Regions from separate parts of the Zea mays genome. Here region 1 is linked to region 2. Evidence: chromatin contacts called from public Hi-C data. All regions are on one chromosome and are shown on one strand. Each heading gives the region's core, a stretch centred on a gene start, on an enhancer-like site or on the middle of the called end of the contact. The rest is flanking DNA. Distances are from core to core; before and after follow the strand shown.

Region 1 (5,792 bases), core at 1,324-3,823, 370 kb before region 2:
AATAGACAACTAGCCTATCGAAAATCCTTCATCTCGGTTTATCAATTCTACCTAAGCCTACACCTTGCCTACCATGTATGTAAATGACCATCATACTTTAGATTCGCTGGGAAGCTGAGATCGGTCCATTGTAACAATTTCCGTCAAATGCTTTTTGAGTAGCTCGCTAGCCTCTGCTTTGCCATCCATTAATTCCCCTGCGGCTTGCGGGCGCCACGCTGTGACGGGCAAAAGGACTACTGAAGCTGAATAGTAGTTGTACCATATAGTAAAAATCTAGAGATAAAAAAACACAGTACCAACCAGGGATGAAAAATGGAAATGGTTATTCATATTATACGATATCCGTACCCAGTAAAAGATGCACATGAAAAATATCCGTATCTGAATTCATTTTTCATATAAAAGTCAAAGTCAAAGTATCCGAATCCGTTTAGCGAAAACGAATGTGGATTCTGATATCCGAATTTACGTTGGTCTAATACGGATGTGAAATCGGATAGTTCGTGTCCGCAAGTCCTGTGTGCGCCAGCCTCTGTTTCGCCACCCCTCACTGTGTTCCCTTGCGCACGCCAGCCATGCCGCCGCTGTGTTTTCGCGCGCTAAATTTATTTATACCCAACTTGTCTTGTTCCTCACTCAGTAAAACAAAACGGCAGTCATTCTCATTCTCTACCTCTAAATTTTCTACCGTCCACGACCCAAGCATCTGCAACCTAACCCTAGTTAGCTGCTAGACGGTGGCGGCACGCCGGCACTAGCGGCTCCACCTCCACCCCTGGGTTCCGCTCGTCGTGGTGGTTTGCGGCTGCTGTTGATTGATCGTCGTGTGTTTTCCCTAGAAATCTCCATCGACGACGGGTCCTTCTGTACAATTCATCAGCTGCTCCACCTACAGTCCTACACTACATCCAAAAAAAAAACGAAATGTGACTATTCTAATTCAATTCTTGTTGACCGAATGCTTCATGGTACTAGCATGAATATGCATCTGATCTACGGCCTCTCTCTATCTTGTCAACTACAGGGATAGAAGCAAAGGGCTACTGCTGATCAGTAGTTTTTTTTAAGGGAAGCAATTTTTTCTTGTCTGGTTGGTGGTCCTTCTTACGTTTTAATGTCACTATGTGTTAGTTTAGGCTATTCTGTCAGCTGGTATCCCCAGCGTGCTCGCCGGCGATATTTGATTGTTGAACCTTTATATGTTTTCTAATAATCAGAGAAGTTTATCAGTTTAAAAAAATATCATGTGTATATTTCTTAAGGTGTGCACCATGATACAAGTGGCGCTAGATTCACACCTGACTACCTACATCACCATCCATGTTTTCGGGACAAGAAAACCGTGGTTGTTTGCACCAAAAGTTGTGATCCCGTCACAAACCGCTCTTACAAATCCGACCGTTAGAGAATAGCCCATTCTGAGAGCTACGGTGTCGTTGAAAATATAACCCACGAAGGGGAAATGAATTCTTTTTCTTGAACAACATCATTTCTACCTAGCCGAATAAACGACACATTGTGGTCGCTTCTAATTAACAAAGGTAAAGACCTCCAGTCCCTGTCCCAGCCCTAGAGCTAGCCAACTACCAAACATGTGATTTATGTCATTAGACTGAGTTTCTCCTATGACCAAGAAGAGGACGTTCCAAACAAATCTAGCCAGACGGCACTTGATCGTTAATAGTTTCGTTCATATGATAAAAATAATAAGATAAATCTCCATGTCAATTATGATACTTTAAGAGAACTTGTGAGAGTAATTGAGGTCCAAACACTATATATATATGAATCAACGATAATAGAATGCCTACCTAGAGAACAGTTCTATCTAAAATTTATGGTAAAAACTGATTTATAATTATGAGATCCAAACAAGGTGTTGTTTGGTTCACGAAATGTAATGTAAATGATAATGATATCGAGTCACACTCAAGTGCTAGTTTGAATAGGCTTATATTAGTTCCAAGTATAATATCTAATTATGGTTGGACCTAAATAAACATGATCTAACATTATTAGTTATTTATCACATTATAAATATGTGAACAAAACGAAACCTTAAAGTACTTCATGACAGATCTAGCGATGCTCTTTTCACCTTACCTACTCTAAAACATTATTAAGGAATTGAATAAATACCGTTCCCGTTGAGCAAAAAGTCAATAGTGCATGCCTTAAATAAAAAAAACAAAGGGAGTGTTGCAGAACACCCTTTATTTTGCAGCTACACACGCGTTTCGGCGTTTGAATCTCCTTCAGCTCAATCGCGCTAGCAACCTAGCATTGTGAGTTGTGAGAAGACCAAATGTTTTTGGGCCGCTTATTAGAATGGAGTTGGTTTGGGCCGCTGGGGACCGCAGAAGCGCCCAGCCTGAGAGAGCGGCAGGTCCCCAGCCCGACTCGCAGGCGCAGCGCGATTTGTCACGGGCGCGCTCAGCTCCAGTTCGCACTTCGCAGTGCGCGGCGTCGCGGTGGAGCGCCAAAACCTGAGCGCGGCACAGAGGCCAGAGCTGGTACGCGCACCATCCCCATGTTTGAGCGGCCAGGCCCAGACCACTACCGGTCCCGTCTTTCCACAGCGGTCAATAGGACGCAGTGGTAGCATGAGATAGGCACACAGGGACTGCACGGATACCCAGGCACGCTGCCTCTGCTGCAGTCACAGGCGGCCTCTGCGCGCCCCGGCGCAAGCACACTGCCCTCGAAAGCAACCGTGCCATGCCGTCCCCCGTCCCCCAATACACAGCCGGCGAGCCCTGCCCATCTGTCAATCCGCGCCCATCCGACGGTGGAGAGCAGCTCTCCGGCCCCTGCCTTCCTCGCGGGTCGCGGCTTTGAAGAAAGCTTTCTCCGTTTCTCCGGTTTCCACGCGCGCTCTCGGTCTCGGCTCTCGCTTCGCCAATCGCCACTGGGGAGTGCGTGCCTGCTCTAGTGCTCTGCGTCCACGGGCATGGACGCCGCTGCCCTCTTCTTCTCTCACCTCCTCCCCATCGTCGTCGTCGCGGCCATCGCGGGCGCGGCGCCACTGGACCCGCAGCAGCTGCTGGCGCTGCGCGCGCTCGGCCTGGGCGCGCACCCGCGCGCCGACCCCTGCGGCGCGGCCGCCGTTGTGGCCGCCGTGAACGCTTCCTGCGACGCGGGGGAGCCCTTCCGGCGTGTCACGTCGCTCGCCCTCACAAACTGCTCCGACACCACCTCCGTCTCGGCGGCGGCGCTCGAGGCGCTCGCGCCGTCACTCCGGGCGCTGGCGTTCTCCGACTGCCCGGCCGCGCCGCCGCGAGCTCTGCCCCCGGAGCAGCTGGCGTCCGGGCTCCGGGCATTCTCCTGCACCGCCTCGCTCCACCGCCTCTCCGCCGTGTGGCTCTCCCACCTCACCAATCTCACGGAGCTCGCCGTCGCGGACACGCCCCTCGCCACGGGCTCCCCCACTGAGCTCGCAGTCGTCGTCTCCCACATGGAGCACCTCACCCGGCTCACCGTCTCCAACGCCAACCTCTCTGGCTTCCTCCCGCACCACTGGCATTGCCCCAACCTCACCCACCTCGACCTGTCTGGCAACCGCATCACCGGCGCCATCCCGGATACCCTGACGCTCCTCGCCGGCATCACCCACATCAACCTCAGCTCCAACGCTCTCGATGGGCCCATCCCCACCTCCATCGGCGATCTCATCTCGCTCACCGCCCTGGACCTGTCCAATAACAGACTCTCCGGCGGCATCCCCGACACGCTCTCTACGCTGCCGGAGCTGGAGGTGCTCGACTTGGGCTCCAACCGGCTCAACGGCAGCATACCGCCGTTCCTGGCCGAGATGCATGGGCTGAGGGAGCTCAACCTCGAGAACAACGACTTCGACGGCATGGTTCCGTTCACCGCCAAGTTCCTGTCCAGGCTGCGCGTGTTCAGGGCCGCCGGGAACGGCAAGCTGTGCTACAACCGGTCCGTGCTGCCCGCTGAGCTCGCCATGAGCGTGGCTCCGTGCGACAAGTACGGGTTCCCGGTGCTGCCGCCCCCGGCCACGGCGCGGTCGGAGCGAAGCGCGGACTACGACGACGGCGGCGGGGACGGAGAGGCGGACGGCGGCGCCGACACGAGGGGTGGGCCCAGCGCCACGGTGCTCGGGGTGGCCATCGGGCTATCCTGCCTGGCGTTCCTTATCATCTTGCTCGTTTGCATCTGCAAGGTGTGCCGCTGAGGCCCGGCGCTGCCTCTGTTGCATGTCTTTTTGCTGAGTTCGTTAATCAGTTCTGCTGTTGCCCATTGGGATTGGAAGTGACGTGGAAAATGTATGGAGTACTGGTAGCTAGGGCTTAATTTATTCACCTGTAATTTTTTGGCGCCGTTCTTCGCTCTTGTTCGTGTTTCAGCCTTGAAGATGCGAAGAACAGCTTTATACAGAAGGAGCTTTTGGACCAGGTTATGACGAATGTTTTGGGTATGTGTTCTTAAAAACAACATATGGAATGTCAAAATCCACAAGAACAAGATCGGCCTACATTCATGAGAACTATTTGGTAGGGTTTATCGTCCTAGCAGAAGCCTGTGAAGCCATCCCGAACTAGCTTCGTTGGCTTCTCCTGAAAAAGAATCTACAACGACAATCACTCCAATAGGGATCCAGTCAGTCCTATTGGCCATCAGGTAGCAACCAGCAACTAATCATATACCCTGTGCTATGGGCATGTTTGGATTTAACCTAGTAAAAAATAACATTATTTTACCTGCTAACTAGAAGGACTAAACCTAAATCAAGCTTATACATCATGGATCGTGGAACTAGATAAGTTAGATTGTTGTTTTGATTTTTTTTTGGTCCTTAAAAAAACGATGGTAAGAGCATCTCTGAAAGGTTGCTGGGCATGTTCAGTTTTCCACCGAAATACGGCATGTATTAGCCAAGGCAAAATTTGGCACCAGATTGGTGGCCATGGTGCTAGCTAACTTTGGCCACTAATGAAATAAAAATAGGCAAACTAAAACCCAACCACATGAAGGTCAATTTTGGTTAAACTAACTAAAGTTTAGTCTGACATTCTTCGGCACACATGAGTAAACAACCAAAATGCAACATAAATCTACTCCCTAAAGCAGTTTTCAATGTACGAAGATGGAACATGCTAATCGCCTACTCTCTCTCTCTCTCTCACACAGATGGAACATGCTATTCTCGTGATTCAATGTACGACGATCAAGGATTTGTTAGATTACATCTGGCTGAGATTAGAGCTACACTGAGGTCAGTCAGAGCTCTGAACCTAAACCTATATATAGTACATTGGGCCCTCTGCCTCCTGAACACTGTACTGTACCCTTGTGCTCTGCCGTCTCAGTAGATGTTAACTGACCCTGTCGAGCAGAGCTCGCACGCCATGCTACAAGCAAATAGGAACACAGTTCGGCGTGCTCGTTGGAACCGCGGCATGATTGCATCACCCTCACGAACTCGGCTGAAGAACCTATGCTCCTACCTGGCATTTGATCGATCGCTGCGTGTCGCGGGGGGTGGGGGGTGGAGGGTGGGCGTGTCGAGAGCAGCGAGCGGTGAAAGACAGCGCGGGACCACGCATCGGTCTGGCAGTTTCCAGTTTCCAGTCCACTCGGTCCAAAGTGCGTCTTTCTTGCTGGGACTCTTCGGGGCTACGTTTTTTTTTTTTTTTTTGCCATTGCGGCGTCGTCGGAAGTGCGGGTCCCTCTCGTCGCCCCAGTGACCCAAGAGCCTAGCTGCGACGGCATTGGCCGCTTTTGAGTTGTGGCTTGCGATGCGAGTGCCACACTGCCACTTTCGGCAA
Region 2 (5,811 bases), core at 3,180-5,679:
CCGTCAGCGTGGTGGCAGGCGGCGCGTCCTCTCCGCAATAAATGCAAAGACTGCACAACTGTATGGGCCTTACGTCAGGCTCGGCCCGTTGGCTTATGTTACGGGCCACAAGCCGCGCGGTCGTGGCGGGTCTCCGCATGAGCGGGGAGCGTACAACAAAGTCTGGACACGTGTCGGTACCGGACCCTTGCCCGTGCTGGGGTCCTCCCCGTCCCGGAACTTTGCTGAGGCCCGGACCTCTCTCGGGGGGGGGGGGGGGCTGGGAACCACCCGAGGGACCCGACATGTCTCCTCGGGAGCTCCGGACTCGTACTCACAGGGGTCCGGTGTTCCTTTGTGGAGGTCTGGACCCGATGGTGCTTCCTGGGATGTATTATCCTTCCTCGCCACGTGGTACCTTTAGGCCTGTCCACGTGGCGGGGTCAGGTGCCACTCTCCGTGCGACCTGGAGGCATCGTACGGGTGCAGCGCCTTCATACTATAGAAGATGGTACTCCTGATTCAGGATACCGACAGTATCTATTTTATCTTTGTTGTTCGTACTGTTAAAGTAGTTTGAGATAACTAATTTGATTGTAGTCAAAGTGATGGGAACATTGGGATACACGCATGTAGTATATTCTTCGATTAATTTGATGGGAGTCAAATTGAGAACATTTGGGTAGTACACATTGTATCCTTCCAGGCAGGTGAGCTCAACAGTTGTCTCATTGAATTGTTTTTAAGTTTACGGTCTTAAAAAAGTCAAATCAAACGGAGTAGAACCTAAAATTGATTAAAATAAGAACTAGAACGTGTGTGTTTTTTTTGGTAAAAAAAGAGAGAGACTTGCCTCCTTTTAGAAAAGTTGGCGTGCAACTTACTTTTGTGTGGACAGGCAGGCAGGCAGCCGCATGGACTCTCCTGATCGCCATCTGACGGAACAAGATGCAGATCAGCTGCAACGGCACCCTAAAATGACGTCTGTATATCAGTACATGTCCGTGCAAGTAGCGGTGACTGCCTGTCGTCTATTGTTTCTTTTTGGCCTAAAAAGAACAGCTTTGCGCACGGAGACCGGCCGTCGCCGCCGCGCTGGCTGGGTCCGACCTGGAATCCACGCAGAGAATAGGATAAGACAGTTGTGCAATGCCTTTTTTTTTGCATGTAATAACTTGTACGCCTAAAAATGCACAAGGAGGAAGGGTGGCTGACTCGACGTCTACGCGGACGCAGCTAGCGCGACCGCTCCCACAGCAGCCTTCACGCGCGCGGGTCGGGCGGGGCTCGCTCCGCCCCGCCCCGCAGGGAAATGCCGACCCGACACCTGCCACGGCACAGCCACCACCTGGTCCACCCACCACCACGTGAAACGTGATTCAAGTTCAACTAATCAACTGTTGCTGGCCAGCCAGTCGTGGTCCGGGCTCCGGTCCTCGCCCGATCAACACGTACGGCGAGTCGGCGATGGATCGAGTTGCCGTCTCGTGGACCAGTCAGCTCCGAGTTGGCGTCCGGCAACGACCAGCTAGCTGACCGCGCCCTCGCCTGCGCCAACTCGTGCTCTTTTGCTGGACGACGTGCCTCCGCCTCGCGAGGCAGGGGTCTTTTGGCAGCATCGGTTCGGAGAAATAAACAAACAAGCTTGGTCTGGACTTCTTCGTTAAGCGGTGTGCACAGGTCAATTACTTGGATTACCTCCAGATTACATCGACGTCTTCCTGTTCTATTCAGCAGCGTCACAAAGTTGGCTCGCCGCACCTGCTTGGCTGGCTGAAAACACTATGTACAAAATCCAGCGATACGTAGCTTTTCTTGGGGTGAAAATAACAAGAGCAAAGCAAACACTAAAACGACCACTCCGTAATTCCGTATTCTTGTGTGAACATAGATTTGATAATTCGGGCGACAAAGGTAACGACACGGGGGAGATGGATAGAGCAGAGGACGTGGCCGAGGGTCACTCCTTACTCGTCACAGCTGACGTCACACGAGCCACGCGTCGTTGCAGTTATTGTACGTGACACGTTTTTCTTGCAACCAGACGCCCAACTCACATACCCCACCACTATGTCATTGCCGCGGGGAAGACGATTGGCTCCCAGGAACAGATAAAGGGCCTGTTTGGAAACAATTTATAATACTACAGTTTACCAAATGCTATGACACAACCATGATATATTTTACATTAGTTTAATCCAACATCTCTTTAGAGACAAAATATTTCCATTGCATGGTTTTGGTTAATCCATGGCTTTGAATTTAAAGTTGCATTTAAAATTGCAAACATGGCGACCACACAAGTACAGTTGCAAATTAGAACTCAATTCACATGCATTCGAACAAGATCAAAACAAATGCAAAATGAAGCCTCTAGTTCTGCACCTCACGTCCCTCCCCTTGTACCCTTGTCACCTTGTGTCCTTTCTCTGAAATAGAACACATCATATCAAAATTAGGAAAAGAGGGAATGGAGCTCCATCCTGAAGCATTTTTGTGAACGGAGCACGGAGAGCGCTCAGAGCAGCAGTGAACCAGACCGCACACAACAGCCCACAGCCCCACACCTTGAGCCAGCCCCTCCACGCGGTCGAGCCCGTCCGACGCGTTTCCCTCCAACCAGTCGGGCAGTGCCCAGATCGACGCCAACAAGTAGTTGACAACTCATTGCCCTTCACCACAGGCGGTGTTAATTAGAGATAGTTAATGATAGCACCAATACGCTGACTCAGCACATCGTAGATTTTTTGCGCCAATATGAGGTATGTCTTCTCAATGACCAGGAGAAAATCCGAGTAGCTTGGTATGCAAAGCGAATATGTTCGGCGTAGATCAACACCAGGTGGACTGATTTAAGATTGAGTCCAGACCGACAAAACAGGCGACGATCGGTGACATAGAATTTTTCATAAGTTTAGTACCAGAGTAGGCTTTGGCGCGATCCCTTCCTCTCATCCTGATTAGAGCTTCCTTCAATTAACTAATGCATGCATGCGCTGGCTGGTAGCATGCTTGATTTCCGCCCAAGCATGTGTATGATCGTATCAGCCACTCCTGTTGCCTTGGTCGATGATTGATACTTGAGCCCCCCCTGCTGACGTCAGGTAGCAACAAATTCTTGTAGACAGATTTTATCAGTCGACGAATCTGATAGCTACTTGAACTCCATGATAATAGAATCAATTCTTTTCCAATCTGTATGCCGAGCGATCAGTGCGCTTAGTTCCAAAACAGTCGGATCGGATTTGGTGAATTATTCCAGCAGGATCATCCATCTGACGAACAGGTCGCAGACGACTGTTAAGATGTCTTCGTGAGATACTAGCAATTGGATAACAGGATAGATGATCTGTTGTACACGTTTTGAAGTCTTGCGCCTCCTAGATGACCAAATCGACGAATTGCAAACAGAGCCGTAGTGATGCCACGGTCGAGCAGATCTGAGTTAGAGATCAGATACGCTCCAATCTCGAACTTGAAATTGTTGTTGAAGATGACGACCATTGAACTGTCGTAGATCGACATCGAACCTCTAACGCGTCAGCTGTCGATGTTTGTGACCCTCCCGCGCACCATGGGGTTACCCACGTGCTTTTGGGTAGGACGTCAATGTCACGACAAAAACACAACGAATTATACATGTTTGGGTCGCGAGATGCGTAATACCCTATATCATATTTTGCTTTGATATCTGGAGCTTACAATGACTCAATGAGGGCTAGGGTTTGTATGTTTGATGAGAGAGACCGGGGGGAGGGGTGTGTGTATGAAATCACATTCCTTGGAGGAAGATCCCTCACTTGCTTTATATAGTCTGGCATGGCTTGGGTTACAAGTCCGTTTCCTTCTATATCTCCTAGATGGTTTAGATTACAATAGAGTGCTTGTATTGTGCGCTAAGTTTATTCAGCCAGTCAACCCATATAGAGAATACGTCTCATTTGGATCGAGAGTCTCATTTGGATCAAGAGGATATCCACCCCCACAACCTTAAATGACGGTAGAACGTCAAAAAATAGTACATCAAAGGGATTATAGAATTGTCTTGAGACTATAAAAATAATGCGTTCCCAAACATGACTAAATTTGCCAACACTTCTTGAACGAGCCCCAATGCCATTGGAACCATCAGCCCCTCAGAGCGATCACAGCCATTGATCATACCGGTGCGGCCAAAAATGCTCGTATCTGTATCGTCCAAGGGCCCCTACATGCCTACAGATGAAGGTGGGTCGCATGACGCCAGCTGGCATGGGGGGAGCGCAACCTTATCCTCTTTTCACGAGGCATCTCGTGCCTAGGCGCGGTCCAAGGAGCCCTAACACACCGACAAACCAAAGGGTCCATATATCAGTGATTAGTGGTCCAGGAGAGGCCTCACGCGCCGAGCGCCCGAGCCCAACACACCCGTGGAATATACGGGCGAGTCTCTGCCTTCACCCCCTCCCCGACCTCTCGCCTCCCTCTCTGGTCGCGTACCCATTCCGAATTGGCCAACCCACAGGCCACACCACCTCCCTCTCTCTCGAGCCGCCGCCATCAGATCAGATCAAAGAGGAACACCCAACCCCCCTCCCCCCACCCCCCAAGAGTTTGGTGACAATCTCGGTCCTGCTGATCCGAAGGGGTAGCCGGGCCGGCTAGGGCGTGCTCACATCTCGCGGCGAAGCTTTTCTCTCCGCTCGGTGTTTCAGCCATGATGTCGCGGTCGTATACCAACCTGCTCGACCTCGCGGAGGGCAACTTCGCGGCGCTGGGCCCGGCCGGCGGCAGCGGGCGGCAGAGACATGGGTCGTTCGGGCTGCGGCGGATGTCGCGGGTGATGACGGTGCCGGGGACGCTGTCGGAGCTCGACGGCGAGGACGAGTCGGAGCCGGCCGCGACCAGCAGCGTCGCCTCCGACGTGCCCTCGTCGGTGGCGGTGGACCGCCTCATAGTGGTCTCGAATCAGTTGCCCATCGTCGCGCGCCGCAGGCCCGACGGCCGAGGGTGGTCCTTCTCGTGGGACGGCGACTCGCTCCTACTCCAGCTCCGCGACGGCATTCCCGACGAGATGGAGGTGCTCTTCGTCGGATCGCTCCGCGCCGACGTCCCCGCAGCCGAGCAGGACGAGGTGTCGCAGACGCTGCTCGACCGATTCCGCTGCGCGCCGGTGTTCCTCCCTGACCACCTCAACGACCGGTTCTACCACGGCTTCTGCAAGCGCCAGCTCTGGCCTCTGTTCCACTACATGCTCCCCTTCTCATCGCCCGCTTCCGCGTCCGCCGCCGCTACCTCTTCCTCCGTCGCCACTTCGTCACCCGGCAACGGTCGCTTCGACCGCAGCGCTTGGGAGGCGTACGTGCTCGCCAACAAGTTCTTCTTCGAGAAGGTCGTGGAGGTAATCAACCCGGAGGATGACTACGTCTGGGTTCACGACTACCATCTCCTGGCGCTGCCTACCTTTCTCCGCCGCCGCTTCAACCGCCTCCGCATCGGATTCTTCCTCCACAGCCCCTTCCCCTCGTCCGAGATCTACCGCACCCTCCCTGTTCGCGACGAGATACTGAAGGCGCTGCTCAATTGTGACCTCATTGGGTTCCACACTTTTGATTACGCCAGGCACTTCCTCTCGTGCTGCAGTAGGATGCTGGGAATTGAATACCAGTCAAAGCGTGGGCACATTGGATTGGATTACTTTGGCCGCACTGTAGGGATCAAGATCATGCCAGTGGGAGTTCATATGGGTCAGTTGGAGTCGGGTCTGCGCTTGCCTGATAGGGAGTGGAGGCTTTCTGAGCTTCAACAGCAGTTTCAGGGCAAAACTGTCTTGCTTGGTGTGGATGATATGGA

The links. A called contact is a pair of places that touch in the nucleus more often than the background predicts.
Region 1: a Hi-C map of bundle sheath shows a contact between it and region 2, with 2.7 times the contacts expected there. The contact joins the promoter of LOC103651210 here to the promoter of LOC100272531 in region 2. A contact is called at or near these places in 6 of 25 Hi-C or Micro-C datasets (bundle sheath, endosperm, leaf and 1 more).

The regions. Positions count from the first base shown.
Region 1 is chr3:203,536,878-203,542,669 of Zm-B73-REFERENCE-NAM-5.0, reverse strand. It overlaps LOC103651210 (receptor-like protein 51), which reads left to right and starts at 2,573. Exons shown (of 1, transcript XM_008676829.4): 1 at 2,573-4,488. The coding sequence starts at 2,954. The coding sequence ends at 4,198.
Region 2 is chr3:203,168,139-203,173,949 of Zm-B73-REFERENCE-NAM-5.0, reverse strand. It overlaps LOC100272531, which reads left to right and starts at 4,429. Exons shown (of 3, transcript NM_001147000.2): 1 at 4,429-5,811. The coding sequence starts at 4,676.